4 separate regions of the Mus musculus genome follow, and all the other regions are linked to region 2. Evidence: chromatin contacts called from public Hi-C data. All regions are on one chromosome and are shown on one strand. Each heading gives the region's core, a stretch centred on a gene start, on an enhancer-like site or on the middle of the called end of the contact. The rest is flanking DNA. Distances are from core to core; before and after follow the strand shown. Region 1 overlaps Adam12 (a disintegrin and metallopeptidase domain 12 (meltrin alpha)). Region 2 holds the start of Adam12 (a disintegrin and metallopeptidase domain 12 (meltrin alpha)). Region 3 overlaps D7Ertd443e (DNA segment, Chr 7, ERATO Doi 443, expressed). Region 4 overlaps Adam12 (a disintegrin and metallopeptidase domain 12 (meltrin alpha)).

Evidence for each region. A called contact is a pair of places that touch in the nucleus more often than the background predicts.
Region 1: a Hi-C map of the N1E-115 cell line shows a contact between it and region 2, with 8 times the contacts expected there. The contact joins the enhancer-like site here to the promoter of Adam12 in region 2. A contact is called at or near these places in 8 of 39 promoter capture datasets (the 3T3-L1 cell line, 3T3-L1-derived adipocytes, cancer-associated fibroblasts and 3 more), 1 of 15 datasets of contacts at CTCF or cohesin (the NIH/3T3 cell line), 21 of 484 Hi-C or Micro-C datasets (the 3T3-L1 cell line, 3T3-L1-derived adipocytes, the N1E-115 cell line and 14 more), 2 of 115 datasets of contacts at active chromatin or transcription factors (embryonic fibroblasts and neural progenitor cells) and 1 of 9 other capture datasets (adipose tissue).
Region 3: a contact with region 2 is called in a Hi-C map of uterus, with 5 times the contacts expected there. The contact joins the enhancer-like site here to the promoter of Adam12 in region 2. A contact is called at or near these places in 12 of 484 Hi-C or Micro-C datasets (cortical neurons, embryonic stem cells, myocytes and 3 more), 1 of 115 datasets of contacts at active chromatin or transcription factors (fibro-adipogenic progenitors) and 3 of 9 other capture datasets (adipose tissue, liver and pancreatic islet).
Region 4: a Hi-C map of uterus shows a contact between it and region 2. The contact joins the enhancer-like site here to the promoter of Adam12 in region 2. A contact is called at or near these places in 4 of 39 promoter capture datasets (the 3T3-L1 cell line, embryonic stem cells and liver), 5 of 484 Hi-C or Micro-C datasets (liver, muscle stem cells, nephron progenitors and 1 more) and 2 of 9 other capture datasets (adipose tissue and pancreatic islet).

The regions. Positions count from the first base shown.
Region 1 is chr7:134,112,512-134,116,306 of GRCm38.p6, reverse strand. The region is part of intron 3 of Adam12 (a disintegrin and metallopeptidase domain 12 (meltrin alpha)); the gene reads left to right. Among named protein-coding and RNA genes, the nearest start is that of Gm51501, 62 kb to the right of the region's middle. Within about 2 kb of position 1,271, at least 79 of the 459 cell types and tissues checked have an H3K27ac peak or open chromatin away from gene starts, as enhancers often do. A contact at or near this core is called in 3T3-L1-derived adipocytes, the N1E-115 cell line, the NIH/3T3 cell line and 8 more, where this site is marked.
Region 2 is chr7:134,223,455-134,226,850 of GRCm38.p6, reverse strand. It overlaps Adam12 (a disintegrin and metallopeptidase domain 12 (meltrin alpha)), which reads left to right and starts at 1,754. Exons shown (of 23, transcript NM_007400.2): 1 at 1,754-2,064. The coding sequence starts at 1,974.
Region 3 is chr7:134,290,909-134,294,493 of GRCm38.p6, reverse strand. D7Ertd443e (DNA segment, Chr 7, ERATO Doi 443, expressed) reads left to right here. Exons shown (of 9, transcript NM_001199941.1): 6 at 1,089-1,266. Among named protein-coding and RNA genes, the nearest start is that of Adam12, 68 kb to the right of the region's middle. Within about 2 kb of position 2,158, at least 6 of the 459 cell types and tissues checked have an H3K27ac peak or open chromatin away from gene starts, as enhancers often do. A contact at or near this core is called in uterus, where this site is marked.
Region 4 is chr7:134,148,876-134,152,452 of GRCm38.p6, reverse strand. All of the region lies in intron 2 of Adam12 (a disintegrin and metallopeptidase domain 12 (meltrin alpha)), which reads left to right. Among named protein-coding and RNA genes, the nearest start is that of 5830403F22Rik, 44 kb to the left of the region's middle. Within about 2 kb of position 1,417, at least 14 of the 459 cell types and tissues checked have an H3K27ac peak or open chromatin away from gene starts, as enhancers often do. A contact at or near this core is called in uterus, where this site is marked.

The sequences.
Region 1 (3,795 bases), core at 22-2,521, 110 kb after region 2:
TCACCAACCTGCTTCAACTCCTTAGGATAAAAAGTAGCAGGCTGGGTGTGGTTGTTCATGCCTTTAATCCCAGCACTTGGAGGCATGGGCAGATGGACCTCTGTAAATACAAGGCCAACGTGCTCTACAAAGGGAGTTCCAGCACAGCCAGGCTACACAGAGAGAAACCCTGTCTGGAAAAAAAAAAAAAAAGAGCAACATCTCACATCTACAAGCAAGCCTAAGCCAGCTTCTAGCCACCAATACTGTCTCAGTAATTCTAGAAGGAACCTGCCCCAGCCACCACCCAGTACTTGCCTCAGGGCTATCAACCAACGAGGCCACATTGAGGGTCCTATGGAATAAAGTAAGAGCTGGTACAAGACTTTAGAAATGCCCAGACTGATCAAGGCACTCAGTGTGTGCCTCCTCCTGATGCCGCCAGTGACTCTTGACAAGAGCATGTGACACAAGAACCCATGAATTTGTATCTTGCGGAGCTCAAGTCAAAGTGCAGAAAATGTGTCTAATTTACAGTTGTTTTTTTTTCTAGTTGGCACACTTTTAAAGCTGTGTTAGAAGTTACTGAGCATGTCAAGGAGTCCTTCCAGAAAGGAGAAAGTACTCCCCAGAGATGGCAGTGTGTCAAGTAGCTTGACCGTGGCCTGGGAACATGATTGCAAAACAGCTGAGGACCTTTATGCCTAAAGAGTGTGGCTGCTGCGGATGCTCCATGGGAATCCCCGGGACAGTGTGGACTACAGCCCGGCACAAAGCTGGGGAAGTCAGACCAGTGCTGCACAGCAGAATCACTCCAGGCGGACTCTGTTACCTTGTTCACAGGGAGTGCGGGAGGGAAGAAGAGCATCCCTGGGGCCAGGCTTCAGACGGGGCCTAATGCTAAAGAAAACAGTCAGCCACGATGGAGCCCTGGATGTGCTCAGCGGCACTTCTCTCCAACTGTCTGCTTTTCCCTGGCATCAGCTCTGTGCAGTGTATATGACAGCTGTCCCTGTTCTCCAGAGGACACAATGACCAACTGAGTCAATTGATAGGTGATAGCACTAGATCCAGACCCTAACCTGTGACCTGCAGAGTCCAACTTTTTACCCATTCTGAAGATGGAAGCTTATGAAAAGAAGGCAGGGGTCAGGGGATAGGATGCACTGCTTAGGGGAGACCTGGGCCAGGGCCAAGAACTGGGCTGAATCTTCAGCTTGAGCACAGCATGGAGTAGATGAGCTGGTGATGACTCAAGGACATCCTGTCTCCAGGAACAGGATGGGAGCTCTCCAGGGAAGAGAAGTCAGGAATGCTTAGGACCTACCAGTCCTTCCAGAGGCTACTCTCACAGAGCCTGTACAAGCTCAGGCCTGACAGGAACCATGTCTTATCACAGTTTATCCCAGGCTCTCCACTCCTCTTCCCAGTGTCCTGCCATGAGGGAGTCTCCACAGCACAAGCAGGATGGCGTGTGAGGAGACCCTGTCATCCCCACCCCCAAGGGATGTTATCAGTCCAAGTGAATCCAAGAGCTATCTATCAGAAGACCTGTCTGGGGCAGATGTTTCTCAACCCTGCCCCGCTCTGCTGTATAAGAAGCAGATGCCTCATTGTAATCTCCAAGCAGGCTCACTCATGAACAGAGCCACTCGCTGCCTTTCTTCACACAAAGAGAAATCTGGTAATTCCTTTGTGTCTGAGTTCACTGGGTTCCAGCACCACGCTCCCCCTCCAGGAACACCCCTGGGAACAAGAGAAATGATAAACTAGTGGAGATTAAGCTGAAAGGAACGAGTCCCCACCATGAGTCATGAGGACAGAGGACACATTGGCAAGCAGATGAAAACCCTTTGATAGATACCAGTTGTAAAAGCGCGGCCAAACCTAATGCTGAGGAAACTGTGGTGACTCAAAGCATAATGTATGCATCGCCCCCACGCCCTCCTTTTCTCTTTTTTGACCTAAAAAAGAAAAATTGACAAAACAACATATCTTGTGAGGGGGAGTTCCCAGGGACAGCTTAGAGGAAAGGGGAGCTTGAAACAGATTTATGTTCAATCAGAGTGCACAGTTGTTCTATGATGTATTTCCACAATGGCATCAGAATGGTCCTGCCCCGTCTCAAGAAAGCAGCTATGACCAGGCCTCGCTTGCAAGACCTGCCACCTCCCATCTCAGCATGGATAAAGTTGTTCCCCAGAAATGTCCCAGGGAACGGGGGTGGGGCAGAACATCCCAATCACATAAGAGTCTCTGGGGTCAAACCAGATGTCAGGTTTGGTAGCAAGCACCTTTATCTTGCTGAGTCATCTCGTCTCTCCCCAGCCAGAGATACCTCGTGACAACTGTGTGTTAATCTACAATTCTGTCAATAAAGTTTCAGTTAGTGACAATACATTAGTAACGGCTCCATCTAAGCAAGGGTTTTACCCTATAGGAGTCAATCATTTAATTTTCCATTTTTCATTTTTTTTAAAAAGGAAAGAAGAAAAGAAAGAAGGGAAAAAAGAGTTAGAAAAATGTTAAGTGTAAAAGCTTTGAAGAATTAAAAATTCTTTAAAAAATTTTTTTAAGAAAACTTTGATATAACAAGAAGAAAACTAGCTTGCACATTCTCTCCATAACGATGTTTATTATTGGACATTCGACTAGTTTGGACAAATGCCTGCACACCTACCTCACCCTTGCTGACCTCCCAGTAAACATGTGAGCAGAGGGTCGGTCGGCTTCACCCCTGTGGTTGACTCTAGGAAGAGCTGCTTGTTCTCACTCAAATGTTGGTTTACTTAAGTGAAGGTGAGCCTGTGTGAGCAGCAGCTCCCAGGGACATCCTGTAGTCCTCTGGAGCCCAGACCAAGAGCCCCTGTTTATACAATCTGCGATTCCTCTGCAGGAAACTACAGCATCAAAAGACTATAAAGAGCCTGGTGGAAGACAGACCCAGGTCACACGGTGGGATTTGCTTGTTCACTCCCTCCTCCCTGGTGTCTGAGGATAGCCAGCCAGCATGAATATCAAGATGCAGTTCTGCCCTAGACAGACTCTCAGCCTGGGAGTAGATCATGAGTTCTGTTCCAAAAGTGAATAGTCCAGACAAGTGGGACTGTGTCTTTTATACTAGCAAAGTGCTGTTGGCTCAAAAATGCTTAATCAATGAAGCCATGAATTCAAAGTTGCATTTGGAGCACTTTACATTGACCTTGGGTCAAAGGTAAAGACAGCATGGCTTTCTAAGGCCTTCTAAGGCTCTTTGACAGGCGCTCCCCATCCATCCACTACTGACTCCAACTTGGACAATTCTGTTTCCAGTTTCCAGTAGGAAAGGAAGTGCTTGCCATTGACCCTTGTGGCTGGTGAGTGTGGCTTGATTTTAGGAGGAAAATTAATTACAGAGTAAAACTATATCATCCAGAACTAGGTGCCGTCAAGAGGATAAGAACATTTTAACCCGAGAAGACAAGACTAGGGAGAAAGTCAAGCAGTGTAGCCCTGGGAAAGAATCTTGGCTTTCTTATCCCTTGATTTCTCTAACTATAATAGGGGTAGTTGAGTGTCCCATGAAAGGTCTAGAATTAAAATAGGCAGATACCTGCAAAGCATTTACAACAAGAACATGGTATTGATGGGTAATGTTAAAGGGTTATAGCCTCTGCCTCAGAAACACTAGATGGGACTACAGAGATAGCTCAGTCAAGCATTTGCCTTGCAAGCATGAGGCTCCCCAAGCCCCACATTTTTGAAGAAACAGGAGGTGGTACTCATTGTAATCCCAGGGCTGGGTAAGAAGAAGCATGTTGGTTCCTGAGGCTTTGC
Region 2 (3,396 bases), core at 505-3,004:
GAGTTCTAGAACAGCTGTGGGGCTATATAGAGAGGCCCTGACCAGAACAGAAAAACAACAATAACAACAATAACAATAACAAAGAGCCTTTGAAGGTGAGAGACATTTCTTTACAGCTTCATTTCCCAAGTCCCTAATGTAACATTGCTAATTCTGATTGCGTAAATACCAGGACACACAAGGGTGGCTATGGATGACTGGGCTGATTTCAAAGGATGCCTGCTCTGACTTGAATATGAGGCCTCTCACTTTTAAGGTCCTATGTCATTTTTGAAGTGAGAGACTACTGCAGACCACTGCTGGTGAGAGGCAGCTGGAGAGTAAGGCTACTTTCCAGCGAGGTGGTCAGGAACACAGCCTTCCCCAACCCGACTCTCCTCATACTGTAGATCTGACCCAGAACAGGGGAAGCTGTAGGACCAGAACAGAATCTCTGTGGTTGGCCCGACCCCCAGCTGCAGTGTAATCAACTAAGGCTTTGAAAACTGCCAGGCCCAAGATGGGTTCTGGTTCACTGGCCAGGATGGGTGTGGCATCCCCTTGAGCCCTTACAAGTTCTAAGAAGTTCCCATGTTAGGGACCACAGTGGCCATTATTCTCCAGATGTCTGTCTGTCTGTCTGTCTGTCTGTCTGTCTGTCTGTCGCCTGCTGCTTCTCACTTGGTTCTCAGGAACACAAAGAGTCCGATTAGGAATATGTCAGGCCAATGAGAAGGCGGGGAAGGGTACAACTATAACCCTGAGGTGAGGCCTTCCATCCCTTTACTGGGGCTAGCCTAGCTGTGTTCCCGAAGAACAGCTCACTCTGAAGATGTAGGAGGCTGCCTGGCAATTGGCATTTTCTCTCCCCGTCAGGCTTTGCCCACTATCTTGGTTTTTTGTTGAGGCAGAATCTCACTTGGTAGCTCAGGTTGAACCAGACAGGGTGTAGCCCCTTGTTGGCCTCAAACTTGCAGTAACCCTCTTGTCTCAGCCCACCAAATGTTAGGATGAAGGGCATGCATCACCAAGTCCGGCTGCAATTTGCATCTCTAACCAGCCAAGCCAGGTGCCCCTTAAGATCAGTGAAGTTTGGAACGTATCTGGACCTTTTCCTGGGTCTAGATAACTGAAAGGAAACTTTGGCCAATCTATCAGCATCAAAACCAGAGCACCACAGCGAAAACGCTGTGCCCGAGTGCCTGCTACTGTAAATTCAATCTTATTTCTGAGGTGTGAGGTACTGGTTTGGCGGTTTGGAACGTCCAGCCACAGGCTGCCTGGCTGTGCACCATATACCAGACCTGTTCCTCGCGTCCCGCCGGTTCCCAGCTAGCCAGCAGCTAGCAGCCCAGTCATCCTTTCCAGCCTCAGTCTGGAAAGCTGGACCCCGGCGCCGCGTGTGCTCTTGGCTGCCGGCGCCCCGGGCCCCGCGGCCACATCATCCTGAGGCTGGGAAGTGTGCGTTCTCGCGCCTTTGCGCCACACAGCTGGTCTACGCGGCGGCTCGCACAAGGGGTCTGAGGGTATCCTGCATCCAGCCACCCCCGGGAGTGGATAGGACCCAGGCTGTCGGGGACCCCGGAGCGGTCTCTAGGACCCGCGGGACGCCGCAGGAAGGCGGGGTGCGGGGGAGACGCTAATTTGTTCCGTGGTAATGAGAACGGCGACTGCTGGCCGCGGATCCATTGCACAGGCCCGCCCTCAGATCGCTGGTCCCCGGCGCCAACTCGGACAGGCTGCTCATTTATTGCAACGGTCAAGGGCGGCTCGTGCCAGAGTAGCGCGCGCGCGCACGCACACACACGGGGAGGGGAGAAAGTTTTTTTTTGAAAAAATGAAAGGCTAGACTCGCTGCTCAGCGACCCGGGCGCTGCGCGAGGGGGTCGCGGCAGACTCAGGGCAGTAGGACTTCCCCCAGCTCGGCGCCCGCGTGGGATGCTGCAGCGCTGGCCGCGGGGCCCCCGAAGCAGCTGCACGCCAGGCCGGCGACAATGGCAGAGCGCCCGGCGCGGCGCGCGCCCCCCGCCCGCGCCCTCCTGCTGGCCCTGGCTGGGGCCCTGCTGGCGCCCCGTGCAGCCCGAGGTAAGTCACCCGCACAGGCGGCTGCCTGCGCGTCCTCTCCCCGCCACCTCGCTACAAGTCAGGGTCTCCGCGAGTGCCACAGCCACAGGGAGAGCAAACGCACCCAGGGCGCATCTGAGGACCCCCCTGGCTCGCGCTCCCAGAGCCTTGACACTGGTCCCCCGCCAGGTGCTCACTCCGGGGGTTGGGTTGGGGTGGCACGGGAGAAGAAGACGCTTTGCTTGGGGGCCTTGAGGCAGCTAATGTCTGAATGAAATGTCTTGGAGTGACATTTGCTCCTAAGGCTCACAGTGTCTTGACAGTTACACGTGTCTCCTGGGAGGGTGTGCGTGGGGTCGTTTTCCTGATCCAGTGGGGTAGTGAGTTCCTTCACCCAGCTTCGGAGTCAACTCCCCACGAGGTTTCCTTTCCACCCCCGCTCTGACACAGCTGGGGGATGCAGAGGACGCCCCCCGCGGCCTCCCATCACAGGTGTACCTGCAGCGCTCTTTACTTTTTTTTGTTTCAATTGACTTCGTGGCCCTTAGCGATTTCTGGCTTCACTCGCTAATTGTCAGTAAGGATCAAACTTTAACAGAACTCATTCCCCTTTCTTGCTCATCCTTGGTAAGTAAGGGCTTACACCAAGACCTCGTGTAGCGCGAGTACCCACTCCAGAGTTAAACAAAAGTGCATACATTAAAGGAGTTTTTATAGACTTGTATTTTCCTGAGTTGAATCTTCTTAAAGCCCGGGCACCTGTGGATCCTGTTTGTATAATGAGAACTCACAGCAGGTGCCTTTTTAAAATTCGGGAGCTTCCCTAGTCACCCTTGCTGCCGGCCCCTTTTGCCGCTAGGGGCGCTGTTCACCAATGAATGATTCACCTTGGCCTCCAACTCTTATTTCTGTGATTCTAGGTATCAGGCATTTAGCTAGCCCCCCATCATCAACTGTTTCCAACACGAAACATTTCATTTCTCAACTGTCACTGTTATCCTCGACCCCCAGCCTGTCTACCATAATGTAACCAAATTCTAGCTCCCATAAATACCTACACAGCAATAAAGACCAACTTGGCGAATTGGTGATTAAATTAAACAATTGTACATATCAACCATCAGCGAAAAGGGCAACAACGCTGACGACTATTTAGAAAACTCTGGGACCTGCAGGTGAAAACCGCAGTCAAAGGTGTTTTTGAGAGGGTTTGGTACAAACGGTTTCCTTTGAAGGTTGAACAGCAAATGTACTTAGAAACATGTAAACTCAGTTTCAAAGTATGTCTGAATTGGCCTTGAACTTGGCATGTGCTCCACACACACAAACAGAAGTCCAAGCACAGCTGATATT
Region 3 (3,585 bases), core at 909-3,408, 67 kb before region 2:
CAACATGCATATATTGATCAAAGTAAAAATATTTAACATGGCAGATGACCTCAGAGAAAGTTGCTGCTACTGGCACACTGTGCAGTTAAATACACTTTCTGGGAAGGCACTTGCTATGGGGTGCAACTCCCCACAAATGTAAAGAAAGCCCCATTGGCTCACTGCTGCATCCTTGGACATTGATGAGCCTGTAGAAAACATCTAAGGTGTCCCCAGAATCCCAAACAAATCCACCTATTGGGGCTCTGGCATTTAAATCTCCTATGAAAATTCCCAGAATAAACATCTCACAATTGCAGAAACTATCTGCAGCTGGCAAAACCACACCTCTGCTAGAGCATGAGGCAAATCATAGTCATCTGCTGTAGAGTTCAGAACAGCCCTGCATCCCTACACTTGGGATTAAAATGAAAGCACACTCTTAGAACATTTCCAAAATTCTAAAATGTCACTACAGCCCCGCACATGTTGCTTTGAACAAGAAGATGTGGGGAGATTCTGACCTGACCTATGAAGCTCACTGTATAGAACAACTCTGTATATAGCAGAGCCTTCTACCTCTATCTACCCAGAAGTGGTTCTCTTTAGCCACAGAGAGACCTCTGAAAAGCACCATTTTCTACACCAGGGACACAATCCCTGTATCCTTAAGACTCTGACCCCAGCAGGAATGAGTGTGCACATTTCTAGCACCTGCCTTCGAGTCCCACCCATGTCTCTCAGAATATGGAAGTACAGAACCCTGAGATTTGGGTTCCTCAGCAGTGAGTGGTTTGGCAGCATGAATCAACAAATAGGCAGATAGATGTTGGCCGTTTGTACCCAGTGGCTCCAGTGCTAGTTATTTCTTGGTCCTGATGCAGTGTGCTCTGTGCGCTGGCCAGCATTGACCTCCAGTACCTTGTCATCAATATGTCCATACCATTTTTACACATGGTCATGGGAGGCAGGGGTTATATTTGCACTGTGGCTTTTTGCCATAGAGTATTGTGATCTTGATTGGATCCCATGGAGTAAATCAGATAGCTGTATTGTTACCTGGTCTCCCTTCTCTTAAAAAACAAAAGTCTGTTCTTTGTTCCAATCAGGAAGCACTGGAAGTCCATAGACCTCAGTTCATTTCTCGCTCACAAGAACGGCTGCAAAAGCTTAAGCGCATGGTACAGCAAAGGAAAACCCAACAAAAGGAGAGCCTGGGGCAGAAGCAGAGCCTACTTCCTGTCCGCGCCAACAAGAAGCAGTTCACCATTCCCCATCCTCTTAGTGGTAAGCTACAGGTGGCTCTAAAGGCCTGAACAGACTGGGGACAAACATTCTCAGGCATGGAGCCTTCACTGAAAGGATGAGGATCCCAAATTACGCCACTGGCATGCACAGACCTCAGCATCCTGAAGCTGGCTCTGGGAGCCAGCTCATTTTGAGAGGTTACATATGGGCATGCAACTCAGCAGAAATAACTTGGGACACAAATTCACCATTGTAGCTGGGAAAAGAGCCACACCACTGTAGGAGCCAGGATAGCGAGTTCAAATTCTTGGCTCCTAATGGAGGCTTGCAAGCGATCTCCCTTGCCCTTTATAGATTGCAAAATAGACCTGGGGCAAGAAGTTGACTCCAGCTTGTCTGCATCAACATTTGTCATCTGGAGACCTCTTCCTGCTGTGAGCTCAGAGGGAGGATGGCCAGCTTGCCCAGTACAGTGAGGCTGAGGTCAAGACAACCCTGAGAGGCAGGGTACTCACTCACTCACTTACTCACTCACTCACTCACTCACTCACCCACCCACCCACTCACCCACCCACCCACTCACTCACCCACCCACCCACTCACTCACCTACCCACCCACTCACCCACCCACTCACTCACCCACCCACTCACCCACTCACTCACCCACCCACCCACTCACCCACTCACTCACTCGCCCACTCACTTACCTACTCACCCACCCACTCACTCACTCATAGGAGAAGGAGTTAGCAGGAACCTTTCCTGCACCCAGCCCCACGTTGGAGGCTGGGAATATCACTGAGAGCAAGATGACCTCAGTTGTTTTGTTTTTGTTTTTGTTTTTTTTTATTTTCATGGACCCTCATAAACAGGCCCTTGAACTAGCAAGAATAACACGAGATGAAGGCAAGGACTGGGGACATCAGGAAACTTATGAAAGGCCTGCCAACTCAAATCTTAAAATCTGGGGGTTTGGAGAAGCCTCTGGTTTATGACTGTGAAGACAGGGATGAGATCTTTTTTCCTAGGAAAATATTTTGGCCCCCAGGATGTTAAATCATGAGTATGATTCTGAGTAGAAGTCCTCTGGGGAAAATAGCATATTCAATAAAGTGCGGCTTAGCAAAGCTTACTAAGATCTCAGGAGGAAGGGGAAGGAGAGAGAGAAGAAAGCTTCTGAAATCAGTTCCTATTAGACTCTCTTCTAGGTAGCCTGACTCCTTCCTGCATCCAGAACACTTTAGGAGAGCTTTCTAGAGACCCCAGAAGGAGCACAGTTGAATGTCTTGTTTCCATTCAAGGGATCTGACAAGTTACCTGTTGCTTCCATCCCATGGCACATTCCAGAAGGATGAAAAATGAAAGCCAGCCAGGCAGATGGGCAAAGGGCTGGCCCATCACACTGTGTGTCTAGCTAGCATTTCAAGCTAGGTGTAGACACAGGCTTGGTCTAGGTGTGTTCTCTAGGGGACTGTTTAATCTCTGGCTCAACAAAGCCAAAGCGCATCTGTTTCAGGCACAGCTATCTCAAGGCACTGTGAAGACCAGAGGCCAGCCACAGTGGGAGTATCCCCTTGGCACCTTCACTCATGCTGGGTATGAAAGATGTCACTTGGTCAAAAAGAGTTAGGCTATATATAGACACTGATGTCAACAGATAAGCACAATATAGATGCAGCCACACACAAGCTAACCTTGGAAGATCTCCGTTTTCAGCCTTTGGTTTGTGTAAGAAGCAGAGACAGATGGCCAGAGGGAAATTCTTCCGGATGGTGATGTATTTGTTAACTTTATATCACTACGACAAATATCCGAGACAAATCAACTTCCAAGGAGAAAGGGGTTGACTTAGGCTCTGGGTCTTTGAAGTTTCGGATGACTAGTTATCACCATTGCTTTCTGGCAAGGCAGCGCATCACAATGAGCCGTGCAAAGCGGAGGGAGCAAAGCTGTCCATCTCATGGCAACCAGGAAGCAAATGAGAGAAGGAAGAAGAGACCAGGGTCTCACCGTTTCCTTCAAGGGCCACACCTCCAATGGCTTGAGAACACCCACTTTACCCTGTCTCTTAAAGAGGCGGCTACCTCCCTGCAGCTCGAACCTGGGGACTGAGCATTTCACACACAGGAGGATGCTAGGGATCCAGATGGTAGCAGGCGCCATGCTGAGCTCCTTCTCTTCTGAGGTAGACCTTCTAGCTGGGCCACGGTATCAGAGGGGGGGTGGCCTTTGCATGCCTGCATTACTTTCCTGTCATACTGTAAGAAATTGCTACTTGCATGCTGGCTTAAGATCACGGGCATGCATTATCTCAGAGTTCTGGAGATCAGGGGTCAAAATTAAGGCACCTGCAGGGCC
Region 4 (3,577 bases), core at 168-2,667, 74 kb after region 2:
AACCTTGGGTCCCATCCCTGGTACCACATAAGCCAGACCTTGTGGTGTATGCCTGTAATCCCAGAACTTTGAAAGTGGAGACAGGGTGGCTAAAAGTTCAAGACCATCCTCAGCTATATCATAAGTTCAAGGCTAGCCTGGGGTGCACAAGACTCTGTCTCAAAAACAAACAACATAAGCATTAATTTCTCATTTGTTAACACACCAAACACCAAAAGGATTGTGTTAGTGCTCTGTATCCTATTTTCTCAGGATGGGTATGCTTGTAGACGTCCAGATTCTTGCTCTGTCCCATTCTTAGCCTACAGTTTTCATTCCTTCATGTCCAGACTGATCTACAAGCCATGATCCTCTGTTCCCCTCTGGAAGTCACTTCTTTTCTGGCATCATTAGCTCTGTGCCCAAGTAGTAAAGATTAAATGCAATTTACTGGAATTTACTGTAGCAAAAAAAAATGCAAATGGTTCAGGCTGACTGTGAGGATGTGATCTGTGAGAGCCTAAGAGCCCAGTGCCTTTCCCTCTAAATGTTGTTTTCCAACAGTGGGCTATAATTCAGCTTGATGGAGTTTCATTTTGAGAACTGAATATAAATCATCTTGTCTGATGTTTATGGAGATCACCTCAGGCTCTTTGTCCCCTCCTCCCCTTCTGTATTTCTGAACCCCTCCTATGTATTATCTAAGCGTCCTCATGCAAGGGGTGAACTCTTTCCATCTCTCTGTGGTCTTTTTTCTTGGGATCATTTGTTTTGCTGAAACCAGTTTATCATATTCAAAATATCATAAAAGACCAATTACTTTTGTTTAAAAAAATGCTGATTCTTCACTTTCAGTCCAAACTCTGTGAGCTCACTCACAAAAGGAACAGAGAGCAAAACTGCATCTGTGATCGCCACAGGGATGAGTCAGTAAGAGAAGGAAGGTCTAAAGGCTGAAGGGCTCACTTGCAGAGTTTGGCACCAAACACAGTCGCTCTAAGTGGACAGTGTGGAATGGTCAAAGCCTAGTGGGGGTGAACGTAGAGTTTGAGGAGCAAGAAGAGAAGCCAAATGATTATTTGACTAAAGCATCGGAGTTGGATGGCCCCAGGAATCCCTGTGGAGAACACAATACAGATTGTTGCTTCTCCAGAGAATGTTGAAACTTTAGATAAGCTCAGGATGTTTTTGTACATGATTTGGATCTGAGAATTTCTCTTAAGTGGCTCAAGCTGTCCCATGGCCATGATGCATGCTACCCATACATGTTTCTTGCATTTGAAAAGGATTAAGTGATTAGAGCTCTGTCACAGAGGACAAACCCTGATTTTAGGAGGTAAGTGTTAACTGTGTCTTGGGGACACAGAAGAGCTCGCAAGCCACAGTGTCTGCATCTTGCTGGGAGGAGGATAGACAATATGGTGCTCGTCTTCTGTGTATTTCTCAGGGGACTCATAAGGCCCTATGCCTTTCCTTGGCTCAGAATTAAGTACAACCTTGATGATTGTCCTCAAGGCTCTGGCCAACGAGCCACACCCTACAAGCTGTGACCTCATGTAAACATGCCCCTTCCTCTAATAAATCACCAGTCAGCTACAATCACCATCACTCTGCCATCCATGTTTCTCATCCTACCTCCTACATTTTTTTCACATTTAACTTAGGCATAGGAAGACTTTTTTCCTCTCACACTAACATACCCCCCATTGTCTCTTTATCATGCCATTAATGTAAGTACATTAACCCTGACATGTGTTGAATGTCCTTACAGTTTGGCACGTTCTTCCCCTACTCAAAGGTGGTCTTCAAAAGTACAAAACACATCTGTTTGCATATGTAAATAAAATAACAAGAATGGAAGCTTTGAAAGCTGGCGTACTCTTAGCACTCACTGAGTTATGGACCATCTGGTTGAATACGGCTCAGGAAACTGAAGCTGGAGTTCATCCAATATGGCGCTGCTAGCATTTGGGCTGGATCCTTCTTTACTAAAGTCAGGGCGGGCCTGTCCTGGCTTTGTAGGATATCCAACACTCGGGTGTTTAGCTTTAATTATCGACTTGAGAGACAACCTAGAATGGGAGAGGTTGTCTCAGTGAAAGACGGTTCCCATTGGGTTAGCCTATGGTGATGGATGTGGGTATTGTCCTCATTAAATTAATTGATGTGGAAAGACCCAATCTACTGTAAGGAACACCATTCCCTAGGCAGGAAGCTTAGAACTGTGTAAAAATGGAGAGAGCAATTCCTGTCAGAGGATACAGAATTTGAGGAATGCATCCCAGCACTGGGCATGTGTAGGGTGAGAGGTGGTGCTGGGATGAGTATCATCCTTACCATGTTTTTAGCTGCTCACTTAATCTAATTTCTGGTTCCTCAGCCCTGTAAGTCTGTTGAAAAAATTACCAAGATTTTTAGTCTCTCTGCTATCTCTTCTAAGTTCTACAGATGCCTTAAGCAAAACAGCCATCCTCAAACTCTGGGCTTAACATCAGCTTTCCTCCCCAAGCTTGATCCAAGTTCTACAGGCCTTTATTACTGTATACATTCTCCACTGCTTTTGAACCATTTTAAAATGCTCCTCCTATACTCTCTAGCTATTTTTAGGGGGAGAAGGGGCTTTAAATAGCTAATAGTCATGTTCATCCTCCAACCATCCATTTAAAGCAATGAGCATCAGACCTTAGTCTCCTGTTCATTTTTGTTACCATCCCCTGTGTGGGAGGGTACATACAGGTGTGTCTGTGTCCCAGCTGTTCACCGTGAAGCAGGCCAAGCATCTTGCTGCTTATATCTCTGCACGCTTTGGATTGTCTTCTCTGGATGAATTCTTAAGAGTGGGATAGTTGACTCAAAGCCGTGTGCATTTCTAAGGAATATGATAACAATTTCCAGATTGCCTCGTGGAAGGCTGGGCCAGTTCACACTTCTACCAGCTGTGCATGAAAATTCCTGTTTCTTGGCTTCCCACCAACACTGGTGTTTCATACTTTAATAAATCTGGCATGGCCCTGGGCGGCTACCAGGTTGGCTGGAGGAATCGCAGCATTAAAAGCTCTCAATAGTTCTGAACCTGTGGGTCACAACTTACAGGATAAATCTGTAGGTCAAGTGACAAGGTCTGTGGCTCAATAAAATGCCTATGAGCAGGCCTCGGGTGGATAGATCTGGAACAATAGCACTTCCTGCGAGGAAGAGCTATCAGTAACAGTGGATCACAGCAGCTGAGTCAGTGCTCGCCAGGACTGAATTTGTAGACTCCACAGGTCAAAGTGAGGAAGGGGTTTCCTGGACTCCAAATTAGGTGGCTCATATCAGAACAAGTGTTGCTACATTGTAAGGAGAACTTGTGTACCTGACTGGCTTCCAGGGCCAGTGTAGACTGATGCTCAGACAGTCACTAGACTGCAGGAAAAACAGTGGAAGGAATGGAAGTGTGTGGCTTAACAGGTGGTTTTGGGGAAGGAGACAACGACTTTGCATCACTCTTCTTGCTAACAAAAGGACACAGGACACAGGACACAGACATAAAGTGTTTTCGACCTGAACTTTATTCCCAGCAATTCTCACATAGGGAAGGGCATCAGACTGATCTCCT